Regions from separate parts of the Sus scrofa genome. Here region 1 is linked to region 2. Evidence: chromatin contacts called from public HiChIP or PLAC-seq data. All regions are on one chromosome and are shown on one strand. The core of a region is the stretch at or near the end of the contact, and the rest is flanking DNA. Distances in the headings are between cores, read along the strand shown.

Region 1 (6,809 bases), core at 252-2,751, 630 kb before region 2:
GGGGTAGTCAGAAGAGCAAAATCAGAAGGCAGGAAGGATGGAGTTCCCGTCGTGGCTCAGTGGTCAACGAATCCAACTAGGAACCATTAGGCAGTGGGTTCGATCCCTGGCCTTGCTCAGTGGATTAAGGATCCGGCGTTGCCGTGAGCTGTGGTGTAGGTTGCAGACGAAGCTTGGATCCCCTGTTGCTGTGGTATAGGCCGGCGGCTACAGCTCCGATTGGACCCCTGGCCTGGGAACCTCCATATGCCACAGAAGTGGCCCTAAAAATGGCAAAAAGACCAAAAAAAAAAAAAAAAAAAAAAAAAAAGAAAGAAAGAAGGCAAGAAGGAAGGCAGAAAGAAGGGGGGGGGAGAGAAAGGGAGGCCAAGGAGGTGGTGGGGCTGGACAAAGGCTCAGGACGGGGCTCTGGGCAGGTCATTGGAAAGCCAGTTCAGCTGGGGACATGCAGGTGTGGCTCTGGGCCAATGTCCAAGCTGTTGCTTCCACCCCCTAAATCATCCTGCAGCCCCAAGTCACTATTGATCCATTTATTTATTTATTTATTTATTTATAATAGTTATTTCCCCAATACAATTTTTTTTCTACTGTACAGCATGGTGACCCAGTTACACATACATGTACACATTCTATTTTCGCACATTATCATGCTCCATCATAAGTGGCTAGACATAGTTCCCAGTGCTACACAGCAGGGTCTCATTGCTAATCCATTCCCAAGGCAATCGTCTGCATCACTACTGATCCCTTTAGCCTTTTGCTCACGGTCGCCACATGTTTTCACTGACTCCGCTGATGGTCCCCACAGGAGACCTCTTCTCCTGGGCTCCGGTGACGTCCTCTGCTTATGGCAGGGCCTTGCGGCCCCAGGATTTCCTGTTCCCCTGAGATGTCTTCTTACTAGGCTGCGACTCCCTGAGGGCTGGGACCAAATCTCATTCATTGTGGTGTCCCCAGCCCTAATCCAGGCAGCAACTTGAACTTGTGACGTTTCTCTGAAGGAAAAGACTCTGCTTTTCAACGGTTTGCCTCTCACCACCACCACTGGTGAGAGTTTTTGTTGTTGCTGTTGTGGTTTTGGCCACATCTGCAGCATGGGGAAGTTCCCCTGCCAGGGATCGAACCCACACCACAGCAGTGACAATGCTGACTCCTTAACAGCTAGGCCACCAGGAAACTCCTATTTTAATTCTTGAGAATTAAGGAGCAAAGACATTCTGTCCCCCACCTCCTACTAAGCGTGTTAAGAAAAAAAAAATACATACTTCCCTGTCTAACTCTTTAATAATGGAAAACTGAAACGAGATGGCCAATTCTGCCTTCTGAGACAGTATTTGTTCTCCAGCTGCACAAGAGACAGGAAGGTGGAGGAAATAACAAGTGTATTCTGAGAGGGAGGAAAAAAAAATCACCTTCTTTTGACAGAAACTCCAGTTTCCTGCTGACCTTTATCACCAAGCGTCAGTCTGGGAAACCCTGTGAGTTCCAGGCCCGTCACATTGTTCTGAAACCCTGGATATTTAACTCATCCCGAACTTTCTCTTCTGTGCTGGGGAGCTGGGAAGTCAAAAGTGACCAGAAGGGGAAAAACAGACCTCAGACATCTCAATCCTAGCACACACGAGGGGAGAAAGATTTTCTGGGGAAGTGGGAAAGGTCAACAGGTGGAGTTCCAAGTCCAGACACCAGCTCTGTCCCTTTGGATCGTTTGCAGGGAGCCTTGTCAAAGGTCCCGCTTTTGGGCAGTAGGTGGCGATGTTGCACTGGCTTGACTATCAGTGAGGAGGGCTTCTCTCCACAGACCCGGTGCACAAAGAAATTCCCGGGGCTCTGGGTCGACCTAAGGAGATGAATGATGTCTCAGAGGTTCAGAGGCTCTGCGGGGACAGCTCCGAGCCTGGTTCTGTATTAACCGTGGGTTTTGGATGCTCTGACATCTGGGACCGTGCTGACTTTCAATGGACGGCCCCTCCTGGGCTTAATCAGTTCCTGGAGATGATAAAGGACTCACCTACGCGCATACCTTTTGCCCAGGGACCGGCCCATCCAGAGCCCACATGCCCGTCCTCGCCACCTCTGTGGGGATTTCAAACTCCAGGCCACCATCCACCTGCCTTAAGCATCCCTGGGCCAGGAACTGGATGACTTAGGGCGGCCCCCATGTCCCAAAGCCCACATAAACTATTCAAACCAGCCAGCCCTAGGCCTGTTTATCCTGCCTCACTCAGTCTTTCCTGAAAAAAGCACAATAAAACCTCTTGCCTGCAGTCCCTGACTCCCTCTGCCTCCTGGCAGAGGCTGTGCTTCTTTCACGTGGCCCTGCCTGGCATGGGGTATTCTCCCTCATGGAAACTGAGTAGCGATCTTTCTTCCCCCCCCCCCCCCCCGCCCACCGTCTTTTTTAAGGCCGCACCTGCTGCATACAGAAGTTCCCAGAATAGGGGTCGAATCAGAGCTATAGCTGCCGGCCTATGCCACAGCCACAGCGATGCCAGATCCTAGCCGCATCTGTGACCTACACCACAGCTCGTGGCAATTCCAGATCCTTAACCCACCAAGCGGTTAAGGTTGGGTTCGTTTCCACTGCACCACAATGGGAACTCCCCATCTCTCTTTTCTTTTTTTCTTTCTTTTTTTTTTTTTTTTGTCTTTTTTTGCTATTTCTTTGGGCCGCTCCCTCGGCATATGGAGGTCCTCGGCATATGCAGGTTCCCAGGCTAGGGGTCGAATCGGAGCTGTAGCCACCAGCCTACGCCAGAGCCACAGCAACGCAGGATCCGAGCCGCGTCTGCAACCTACACCACAGCTCACGGCAACGCCGGATCCTTAACCCACTGAGCAAGGGCAGGGACCGAACCCGCAACCTCATGGTTCCTAGTCAGATTCGTTAACCACTGCGCCACGACGGGAACTCCTCCATCTCTCTTTTCAATGGCAGTAATATCCCCATCTGTTGGTCTCAAGTACCTGAATAATAATAAAACCTACATTTCAAAACAGGTTTTTCTGGGTTTTCCAGGACAAGACATTTAGCAGGACTAACTCTTAGGGCTTCTTTTGGTATGAAAGGAAACGGTGCCCTGGACCAAGGGCAAACCCACCTGGCTACACAGAGTCCCTTAAGCAACAAGGCAAATTCCACACCCAACCTGGCCCAGAGGATAATCATCTGGGGATATTTTATCAGACAGTCTGGAGCAGGAATACGTAGGTGCTATGCAACTGCGTGTTTGAGCAGATTAAACACAGAGGCCCTGAGGCCGGGGGAGTCCCGCCCCCTCAAACGTGTAGAAGCCTTGGGTGGTGGCAGAGGGAACACCGTCCAGCCCAGGTGACATCAGCGAGGCTTCCTCCGCTGCCCCCCTCGCTCCTCCTCTTCCCTCTCGCATCCACCCCTTGGCACTTGGGAATCACTGACTATTTACAGCAAGTGTTAATTAAATGGCCCAGTGATTTCATCCTGTAATGAACACAAATGTCACATTTGGAAGGCTGGCTTCGGGTAGCAGAAAGAGGCGATCATAATGAGAAGGATAATGAATAGCACTGTGAGTTTCAGCGGCCAAACAGCTCTGAGAATTTCAGGAGTTGATGAAGATCCTAACTGGGACACCCAGCTGAGATCCAGCAAGTTCTGGTGGCGGGCACCTGAGTTTGGATCCATGCCGTCACCGTTACCACGAGTGACAGGAAACAGCAACAGCTGTCTGAATCCGCCAGGAAAGACACCAACCGTCAGGTCATGAACTCAGCTGTGAAATTCCCTCTCCCACATTAAAGCTTCCTGGCATCTCCTCTCTTTTTTCCCCCCCTGTAGCTCACCTTATTGTTTGTGAAACTCTAAGTTTTGAAGAGACACAGCTAATCCTTATTTATTTTCTTGCGAACAGTGCAAATGACCAGAGCTCCAAAGACACTTATCTGGAGAATCCACAATGAAAAGGACAGTCCAGCCATGGAGGAATCATTCCTTGGGGGCACGTGTGCGGCATATGGAGGTTCCCAGGCTAGGGGTCGAATGGGAGCTACAGCTGCAGGCCTACGCCAGAGCCACAGCAAGGCAGGATTTGAGCCGCATCTGCGACCTATACCACAGCTAAAGGCAACACTGGATCCTTAACCCACTGAGCGGGGCCAGGGATCGAACCCACATCCTCATGGATCCTAGTCAGGTTCATTACCTCTAAGCCACAACGGGAACTTCTTGACCTATTTCTAGCTTGCCTGGTGGACGCTATCAGAGGGTCACTGTTCTCAATTTCCAGAGCTCACCTCATGGCCCTAAACAATGGTCTCGTCCTTGAATGTGACCTTGGTGGTACACTGACCACTGGGCTGCTTGTAAAGGATGTGCGTCGGGGTCAGGGAGTGGGGAAAGATGAGGCTGGACAGGCATGCACAAATCAGGTCACCCAGGACATGCCAAGGGGACCCTTAGCATGATCCTGGGAAGCCAGGAAGATCACGAGTAAGGGATCCGATGAGAATTCTAGAAAAGTGCTCAGTGGCAACACACAGGAGAGAGTGGAAGTGGCCAAGACCAGAAGCAGAGATGAACAAGGAGCTTTCAAGACCAGGAGAGGCTTATGAAGGTCTTAATTACAGCCAGGGGCGTGTGCATGGAGGGTAAGGGATGGAGCTATTTGAGATGCAGAGAGGAGTTCCCTGGTGGTCTAGGGGACAATCCTTGGTCTGGGAACTGAGATTCCACATAAAACTACTGCATGCTGGGAGTTCCCGTCATGGCGCAGTGGTTAACGAATCCGACTAGGAACCATGAGGTTGCGGGTTCAGTCCCTGCCCTTGCTCAGTGGGTTAACGATCCAGCGTTGCCGTGAGCTGTGGTGTAGGTCGCGGACACCGCTCGGATCCCGCGTTGCTGTGGCTGTGGTGTAGGCCAGTGGCTACAGCTCCGATTCGACCCCTAGCCTGGGAACTTCCATATGCCGCGGCAGCGGCCCAAGAAATAGCAAAAAAGACAAAAAAATAAAAAATAAAAAAAACCTACTGCATGCTGTGTCAAAAAAAAAAAAAAAAAGAGAGAGAGAGAGAGATGCAAAAATAAGAAGAATTAGTGAGTAAGAGGAAAGAGAAGGGAGCAGGTGGGAGAGAGCAGATAATGTCAAGGCTGACTTTCAAGTTGCTGGCTTGGTGGGGACTGGATGGGTGGTGTGCCCATGGCAGAGATAAGGTGGTGTCAGGGCAAAAACAGCCCAAGTTTGGGGGCAGAAAGATAATGACCCTGTTTGATTCAGACAGGGGAGGGCAGAGAAGGGCCTGTGGAATTTGGGGTCTAGGGACCTCCAGTGACCACAGGCATGACAGGACCAGAGGATGGACCCTGGCAGAGCAGAGGGGTCAGTGGGGTGCGGGAAAGGTGGCAGCAAGCCCATCCTTCTGACCCTCTGCTGTGAACAGAGCAGGGGTGGTGGCTGCAGGAGGAAAAAGACAGGCAGGGTATTTTCTTCTGTGTGGGTGGGAGCCCTGTGGACACGGAGGGGAGGGGTGGATGGAGCAGCAGCAGCTTAAGATAGAGAAAAAGAAAGAGGGGGTGGGAGGGGCTGGAACTGGAGTACACGTGGTCCCACTAGCCTCAGATGCTGGGCTAAGGGTCACTCTTCCTCTGAGATGTGAGGGGGGTGTGTGTGAGAGAGAGAGGAAGAGAGAGACAGAGGGAGAGAAGGAGAGAAAGAGGGAGGGGGGAGTCTTGGAAGTCAGGGAAGAATGGGGTTCATCTGTTCTCTGCCTTACTCTTAGCTCCTCAGTTTCTGCAACATAGCGAGATTACGAATATTCATAAATCGATAACCTATCCATTGATAATGGTGAGTGCGTAGCATGGAGTTCGCAAGTGAGAGAGCTGTTGACACCTCACAGTTGAAATGAGAGTGGCTTCTGGCTCTTAAGGTCCAGGAGTGACGAAGCTCAGATTGACAAAAAGGGGCCAGTGGGACCTTGGAGGTTTCTATGTAGAAGAGGAGGGAGCGGAGCTCAGGGCAGAACGCCTCCCCTCTGAAGGTCACTGTTGTCAAGAGATGGCAAGGCTTTCTCAAGAGATGACGAGGCTTTCTCAATAAATAGCACATATCTCAGCTTCTGGAAACTCCCGCTTTCCCATTTAAAATGCCCCTTTCCTCTACCAAGGTGGTTTCCAATGGGGCCACCATGCTTTGTGACTACAGCTTTCTTGGCCCCTGCAGGGGGCGCTCTGTCCATGGTGCTGAGTTGAGTCGCTCCAGCACAGCAAGGTCAGGCCTTGAAAGGGCTGCTCTTCATTGCACCTCTCACCCAGGGCCAGGTGCACCTGCATTTGCACAGGCTGCATCTGCAGATGGGTTCCAGTGCTGCAGACCTGGCCGGCCAGCATGGAGCACAAGATGGACCAAGGTCGGCAACCTCCGCTCCTGGCCCTGCTTGCACAGGGAGCAACAGCAGGCTCTCTGATAAGCAAGCATGGTGTCACTTTTCACTCATGAGGTGGAAGCCGCGTGACATAGGGGGAAGGGTCCCAGGTTTGGAGTCAGATCTGGATGAACAGATACAATAACTTGGAGTTCTAGCTGTGTGCAGTGGGTTACGAATCCGACTGCAGTGGCTCGGGTCCCTGCGGAGGTAGGGGTCAATCCCTGGCCTGGTGCAGTGGGTTAAAGGATCTGGCATTGCTGCACCTGCAGCTCAGATTCAATCCCTGGACCAAGAACTTCCATACACCAAGGGTACAGCCATTTAAAAAAAAAAAAAAGATGCAATAATTTACTAGCCATAAAGGGGGGGGGATTTATATGATCGTCTTGGGTTCCCCATCTCTT
Region 2 (7,414 bases), core at 389-2,888:
TTTGACGTCTTTTAAGTCAGTTCCAGCCTCAGAAGCTGCCTCACTGGGGAAGTTCACCTCTCTTTTCTGCCTTAAATTCACCACCTGTGCTAGCTGCCTTCCTCCCTCAATTTATAGTATCCCACTTCCAACACACACACACACACCCACACACATATACACACACACGCAAACATATACACAAGACAGACATATAACACATAACCAACACACATGTATAAACACAGATGTATAGACACACATGCATACACAAAAACACATACAAACGTACACATACCCACACACATATGCAGACACATACACAGAGACACATGACGTGCACGCACACACACAAAATACACTCAAGACAGACACATAACACACAAATACATGTATGAACACAACACTGCATACACACAAACACACAGATGTACACATCTTCACACACATATGCAAACACATATACACAGACACATAGCACATGTATAAACACACAAACATTCACACACAGACACACGGAGATACACATACACATAACACATGTAGAAGCACACATGCGCATAAAACACATACACAAACACACATGCATAAACACACATGTACACATGTGTGCACCACATAACACAAATAAGCACACGTGCACATGCATGTGTCTCTGTGTGCACATGTATGTGCACATATGCAAATACATGAAGACACACATAGTGAGACACTTAATGCTCAAACAATACACTTCATTCCAGGAAAGGAAAAGAAAAGCAAGCCAAATGGCAGAGGAGTTTCTCTGTCTGATATCTGACCCCAGGAATAGAAATGGTCCCTTTGATCAGGCTGAGACCTCCCCAGAAGAGCTGTGTAGGAAATCTCCTTCAGCGAGAAACAACCTTTGCCACCCTCTAGGTAATGCCATCCTCCTGCCTGGCTCAACCATGGGAGTATCCCCCTCAGACCAGGAGGGTCCAGTCCACCCCGCACAGCAATCCTAGGTCACACACACCTCATGTGAGTTGTCAACTTAAATCCTCAAAACAACTCACCCTGGTCGATTCTGTCCTCTCTCTTTGACAAAAGAGAAAATGGGGTTCAGAGTCCTAAATGATTTCCCTGAGGTTCCCCCAGTCACAGGTGCCAGAGTTCAGATCCAAACCCTGTCAGCCAGCCTCCAGCTCTATCCCCTGGTCATCTCTGGGTGGGGCTGAAACAGAAAGGCAGGGTCTTGCTCAACCCTAGCTGGGTGGTTCGGATGGCTCACCACCACGTGCGTGACCATGAATGACCGAGAGGACTGACTGCAGGGTTACACCTCATTTTTGCAAGTGGGTGAACTTGCTGATAGAGAAGCCAGTAATAACGAGGACTGTCCTTGCAGGTAGGGTTGCCCTATCTGATGCCACTTGAAGGAAGAGCCCTGCTGTTAAAACTGTTGGAAAACCAGTGATATATTTTATCTCTTTGTCCTACATGAAGAGAGGACAAGTGGGATCCAGCTCCGTGAGCAAATTCAGTCATTGGTAGAGGCTTTCTGGAAGGTTCTATGGGCAGTGGGGAAGAGGGGCAGGGAAAGGAGATATGAATGCCCATGTTGACCTTCATGGTTCTAAAGGGAACAGAGGCCGGAGAAGCTGCCCAAGACCCCACAGTAGGTTAGTGGCTGAGCCAGGACATGTAGGCGGGCCTCTGGCCACCAGCCCAGCATGGTTCCTGCTCTTCTAAGCTACATTGTGTGCCATGAGGGGAAAGAAAAGTGAACTTAACATCTAGGTGCTGAGTTCCCCTGACCAGGCTCTGCCACAGCCTAGATGACTCTGGATGAGGGCTTGCTTTCTAGACCTGGGAGAGGCCATGGCCTCTGCCTGGACCAGGCTGGGAGGGACAAGAAAGTGACAAGGGAGAAGTAAAGAGGGTTTCTGGGCTGTGGAGCTCCAGGCGTCCCTGGAAGCCCTCCACCACCAAGTCTCTTGTGTCCAATGAGGGCTTAAGAGGTAACAGGGGCAGAATGAACCCTGGACCCACAGCCTTTAAGACAGGACTGCGTGGTGACGCAAGGAACATCTAGGACTCCTCCCTCTGGCCCTTCTCGTTTGCACTGAGATGCACTTTGGAAGCCTCCTGGGAAAGGAGAGGTGTGGACCACGCCTGAGAGGCAGCAAGGATCCCATCGTTCTTCTGAAGGGCACCTATCATGTGGTCACAGCCCCATTTAAGACTTAGGGAGAGTCATGGGAGAAGCTGAGAGGCAACGGCTAGGGAGGCAGGCATGGAGAGGAGGATCTGCGGGGGGTGGGGAAAGACAGGCACAAGGGCAGGGGTAGGGGGCAGCATCGGAGGGTGGGCTCCAGCCTGGCAAGAGACCAGGAGTGCCTGCTGTTGGGGTCGGGGAGCAGAGCTTTTCTGCAAGGGTTCCATCCTTCTCAGAAAACAGACTCTCTCCTTCTGGAAACACAGCTGCAGGAGAAAGAGAAGTGAAAGGATGTACCAGCAAACAACTGGGTGAGCTGGGACTGAGTGGGGGTCTGGGGAAATTAGTGAGTAGCTGACATCCGTGCTCTCTCAGCACAGAGTGGTCCAATGCATCCAAGAATCAAGAGCAGAGAACACACCAGCCATGGGCAGGCCTGGGCCTTGGAAAAGAAACCTGTTCCCTGCAGAAACATCCTCACTATTGGACTGAAGTTTCCAGCAGGCCTGCCCAGGGCAGGGAATCTGAGGGGCAGAGGGAGGGAGGGCTTCCCCACAGAGCTGTTCTCCCTCTGATCTCCAATTTCCTTCAACCTCAGGCAGGGATCAAACACATCTCCCTTCCAGAGACACTTCCTGGGCTGGTTCCCCATCCAAGGGTGACTGATATGGACTGAATGTTTGTAGCCCCTCAAATTCATATGTTGAAGCTTTAGCCCACAATAAGACAGTATCTGGAAATGGGGCCCTTGAGAGAAAATAGGTTCTAATGAGATCATGCGGGGGGGGCCCCCATGATGGGATAAGTGCCCTTATATGAAGAAGAGATGAGAAATTTTTCTCCTTTCCTCTCTCTCTCACAAAGAGGTCATGTGAGCTCACAGCAAGATGGTGACCCCTAGAAGCCAAGAAGCATGTCCTCCCCAAGAACCAAATCCACAGGCACATTGATCTTGGACACCCAGCCTCCAAAACCATGAGACAGGAATGCCTGTTGTCTAAGCCACCCAGGGTGTGGGACTTTGTCCTAGCTGCCCAAGCTGACTGAGACAGGGGCCTCTCTGCTCTCTGGAATCCCAGGACTCTCTCAACAAGGCACAGTCTGACAGAGCCACTCAAAAAAATACCCCCCAAGGTTTTAAATCCACAGGTGTTTCAGAAAACTGTCCTTTAAGCACTACACTTTCAGCCCTCGTGTTCAGACCCAACACCATGCAGAACGCACTGTGGCCACGTGACAAATGTTTGTTGAATGACTATAATAAAGGGAGACATTTAATGTCACCAGCTCTCGTAAGACGTAGTACTTGGGGGTATTTATGGTCATTCATTTCAAAACTGGATCCCTAATGAAAGTGGAAGAATCAAACAATAAGGTCACTGTCCATTTGATAACTGCCGTCATGACCCCAAATTGGACACCCTCTTAGGATTCTATATGTCCCAAGAAAATACAGGGCACCTCAGAAGAGAAAGGGAGCCAAGAGCCCTGCCTCACCTGGCCTGGAAGGCAAGGTATCTGAAGGACCCCTGCCATGAAAATTACATTTTAATCCTCATTGATAGTTAGTTCAGAGCCAATTATCTCTCTGTCCAGAAGCGTGAATGCACTCTTTGAAACCCTGCAGAGGAAAAGCATTCGTAATGTGCCCTTTCATTTCTAACAGAAGATAATTTGCACATGCTCTTTCCATGGGAGCATGTCATTTAAACTAGAATAAGCTTCATTTAAAAAAAAAAAAAGAAGGCAAATCAAAGAAAGAAAATTAATGAGACATTTAGGGGGGAAAAAAAGCCCACCAGAAAATGTCCCCATCCACGCCAGAATGACCCCATCCTTGGGAACCAGGCTCAGAATATCATTACTGTATCCCCTCACCTCTCACTATTTAGAATTGACAAGACTTAATAAAAAATCACTCATCAAACAATGGTAGGCAATCCCCATGGGCTGAGTTTCCAGCCACAGCTGTGAGTCTCAGATGGGAAACGCTTCTGTAAGACAACAGGAACCAGTAGGATTATTTATGGCACAGGTCTTTTTTTTTTTTTTTTTTTCAAATTAAAGTACAGTTGATTTACAATGTTGTGCCAATTTCTGCTGCACAACATAGTGATCCAGCCATATATAAACATACATATTTATGAATTCCTTTTCTCACACTATCTTCCATCATGGTCTAACCCAAGAGACTGGATAGAGGTCCCTATGCTGTACAGTAGGACCTCATTTAATGCGGGATTATTTCCTTGACGCGATGGTGATCCACTGCCTTTGGTGCCACATTTATTCAGTCTGCGTAGCCTGACAATGAAAGAGCACTGCCTCCAGAATACATTTCCTTCCTAATCCAAAATCCCAAATGTTAAAAGCAAAGTGCTGGCTTCATGCGTGTAGAGTTGGCCCAAAGTGAGAAATGAATCTGTGAAATCAAAATGCAGCTTTCACAAGCTCTAGGACTAAAGTAAAACCCCATCCTAACAGCACAGGGCCAAAGAAGGCACAGATCAGAATCAGTAAATGATTATCCGTGACGCAGTGGGCTTCATCCAATCAGATGAAGACCTCAAGAGCAAAGACTGAGGTTTCTGGAAAAGAACTTGGGATTCTTCCTCAGTCTCCAGTCTGCTGGCCTGTTCTGTGGATTTCAAATTTGCCAGCCACCCCCTAACACACACAACAATCACATGCCCTAATCCCTTAAAAAGACACTCTCTCTCATATCTGTGTGTGTGTATCAGAAAACATATATCAGAAAAAAATATATATATAATATACATGAGCTATATATACATATATAATATATATGATATATATATATATACACACACACATATATATATATATACACACACACTTAAGATACTCTATTTCTCTGGAGACCCTAATACACCCCGTCTGTCATGTTTCCTTGGTCCTTCCCAGGACTTATATTTTTCATAAATATGTAATTAGAGTTTTGACTAGCATGATGTGACTCTTCAAACTTAACCAGACCAGCCTTCCCCAGGCATCTAGCACACAGAGAGCACATAGGCATCCAGCCCTGTGTGCTCTCGGCTTCCCCTTTGTCATTTGAGCTGGTATATATTGTTAAAGAAAAGGAAACAGAATAAAAAATGCAATTGCTCTGCCTTTTCTTCTTTTCATTCACACTGACGGCCTGCTAGTGCATCAAGCACAGGTGAGATAAGGAGTCGCATGGCACCCACCCTAAAAGCCATGGGCAGTCCTGGTCGCTAGGGCCCTGACATTTGTAGACTTCATGAAACCGTGGCTGCGACCTCACCCGTGTGGTTTTCTGAGAAATGTGCTGAGCTGCCCCTGGGCATGAAAAGCTACAAGCAGACCTGAGTTCGCATCCTTCCTTGCCCGAAAACATGCTCATTTCCTGTCCATCTGAAGGCCAGGCTTGGCTGACGGGCATGGTAGAAAATGAAGCAGTGGTATTTTGAGGATCTGGAGCACATGAGAACTGAGATCAACCAGGGTGATGACAAGCTTTGAGAATGGGAGCTGTGGTTTTGGGTGCACACTTGCTGCTTTTTTCTATCATTAAGTTGGTATCTCATATTCTTTCCTAAATAAATTTGAGACCGGAAGAAGACCTAGACCTATGAGAAATTTCTCGACTACTTAAAGTAGACCTGACAAAGACTCAAGCATCAAAATAGTGCCATCAACACAAAATGAACCTATCTAGAAAACAGAAACAGACTCACAGACATAGAGAAAAGACTTGTGGTTGCCAAGGGGGGAGGGGGAAGGGAGAGGGATGGACAGGGAGTTTGGGGTTAGCAGATGCAAACTATTATATTTAGAATGGATAAGCAATGAGGTCCTGCTATTTACAGCACAGGAAACTATATCCAATCTTCTGGAATAGACCATGATGGAAAATAATAGTTTTTAAAAAGAATGTATGTAAGTGTGTGTGTATAAAAAACTGAGTCACTTTGCTATACAGAAGAAACTGGCACAACACTGTAAATCATCTATACTTTAATTAAAAATATAATTGAAAACATAAAAAGATAGTGCCTTCAAGAATGGTATTTTACTAGGCTTGATTTCTTTTTGGCCATGCTCATAGCATGAGGAAGTTCCTAGGCCAGGGATCAAACCCAAGCCACAGCAAGTCACCTGAGCCACTCCGGTGACAACACTGGGTCCTTAACCCACTGACCACAAGGGAACTCCTCACTAGGTTTGATTTTAAGACAGAAAAAAAAAAAACAATAAAACTTGAAATTTAAGGTATAAGTTATTTCAGGCAGACAATGAGACGGATTTCCCATCTTGGTGCTGGGGTGATGATGGTGCCATTTTCTGCATTGCCTCCCCAGCTGCCGTTCCTGGATTCGATCGAGGCAGAGGGACCCCTCTGCACCAGGGCCCTCCCAGCTCTGCCCCTGGCCATGGTGGAAGAGAAGACCGCTACCAAGATGGTGCAGAGTTAGCGGGTCAAGACCTGGGGAGGAGAGACATCCAGGTAGATGAGCTGCTACTTAGGACCGATGGCCCCTAGAAGGGATGGACAACATCTAAGGCCACAGCTGAAGTCTGAACACTGCTTTTGACCAATAAAAAGTTTATGGTCCAGACTCCAACCAGGAAGAAGTCCCGGGGCATGACCTTCCTTTGGGTTAAGATGTCACAGGGCTACATGCAGAGCGTGGTAATTGGGAGGTACAGGGGTCTCTGAGTGATCTCGATCCCTGAAACTGAGTCAGAGACATTGCAGATAGTGAGTGCCACCCAAGCTACTGGCCTCTTAGCACGTCTACCTCTAATTCTATAAATTCAAAATCAAAATGAACCTGGCACATGAAATATGTGAGGCTACCTGAATGAAACCAAACAGAAATGAGAGAGAAGAGAAACAGACCAACAGAATTCTAGATATTGTTATTGGGAGTTCCCATCGTGGCTCGGCAGTTAGAGGACCCAACCAGTACCCATGAGGATGTGGGTTCAATCCCTGGCCTTGCTCAGTGGGTTAAGGATCGGGAATTGTCGTGAGCTGTGGTGTAGGTCACAGATGTGGCTCGGATCTAGTGTTGCTATAACTGCGGTGTAGGCCGGCAGCTATAGCTCCAATTCCACCCCTATTCTTGGAACATCCATATGCTGCAGGTGAAGCCCTAAAAAAAAAAAAGACAAAAAATTAAAAAAAATAGATATTGTCATTATCAGACCTGGACTATATGATGAAAATTTTCCAGGAATTCAACAACAGGATTGAGAATTTCAACA

The links. HiChIP or PLAC-seq counts read pairs in DNA pulled down with a chosen protein or histone mark.
Region 1: an H3K27ac HiChIP or PLAC-seq map of alveolar macrophages shows a contact between it and region 2. The contact joins two enhancer-like sites. A contact is called at or near these places in 1 of 47 Hi-C or Micro-C datasets (embryonic fibroblasts) and 1 of 2 datasets of contacts at active chromatin or transcription factors (alveolar macrophages).

What each region holds. Positions count from the first base shown.
Region 1 is chr10:47,897,198-47,904,006 of Sscrofa11.1, reverse strand. All of the region lies in intron 5 of FRMD4A (FERM domain-containing protein 4A), which reads right to left. Among named protein-coding and RNA genes, the nearest start is that of PRPF18, 220 kb to the left of the region's middle. Within about 2 kb of position 1,501, at least 9 of the 83 cell types and tissues checked have an H3K27ac peak or open chromatin away from gene starts, as enhancers often do. A contact at or near this core is called in alveolar macrophages, where this site is marked.
Region 2 is chr10:47,266,670-47,274,083 of Sscrofa11.1, reverse strand. No RefSeq gene overlaps it. Among named protein-coding and RNA genes, the nearest start is that of FRMD4A, 110 kb to the left of the region's middle. Within about 2 kb of position 1,638, at least 2 of the 83 cell types and tissues checked have an H3K27ac peak or open chromatin away from gene starts, as enhancers often do. A contact at or near this core is called in alveolar macrophages, where this site is marked.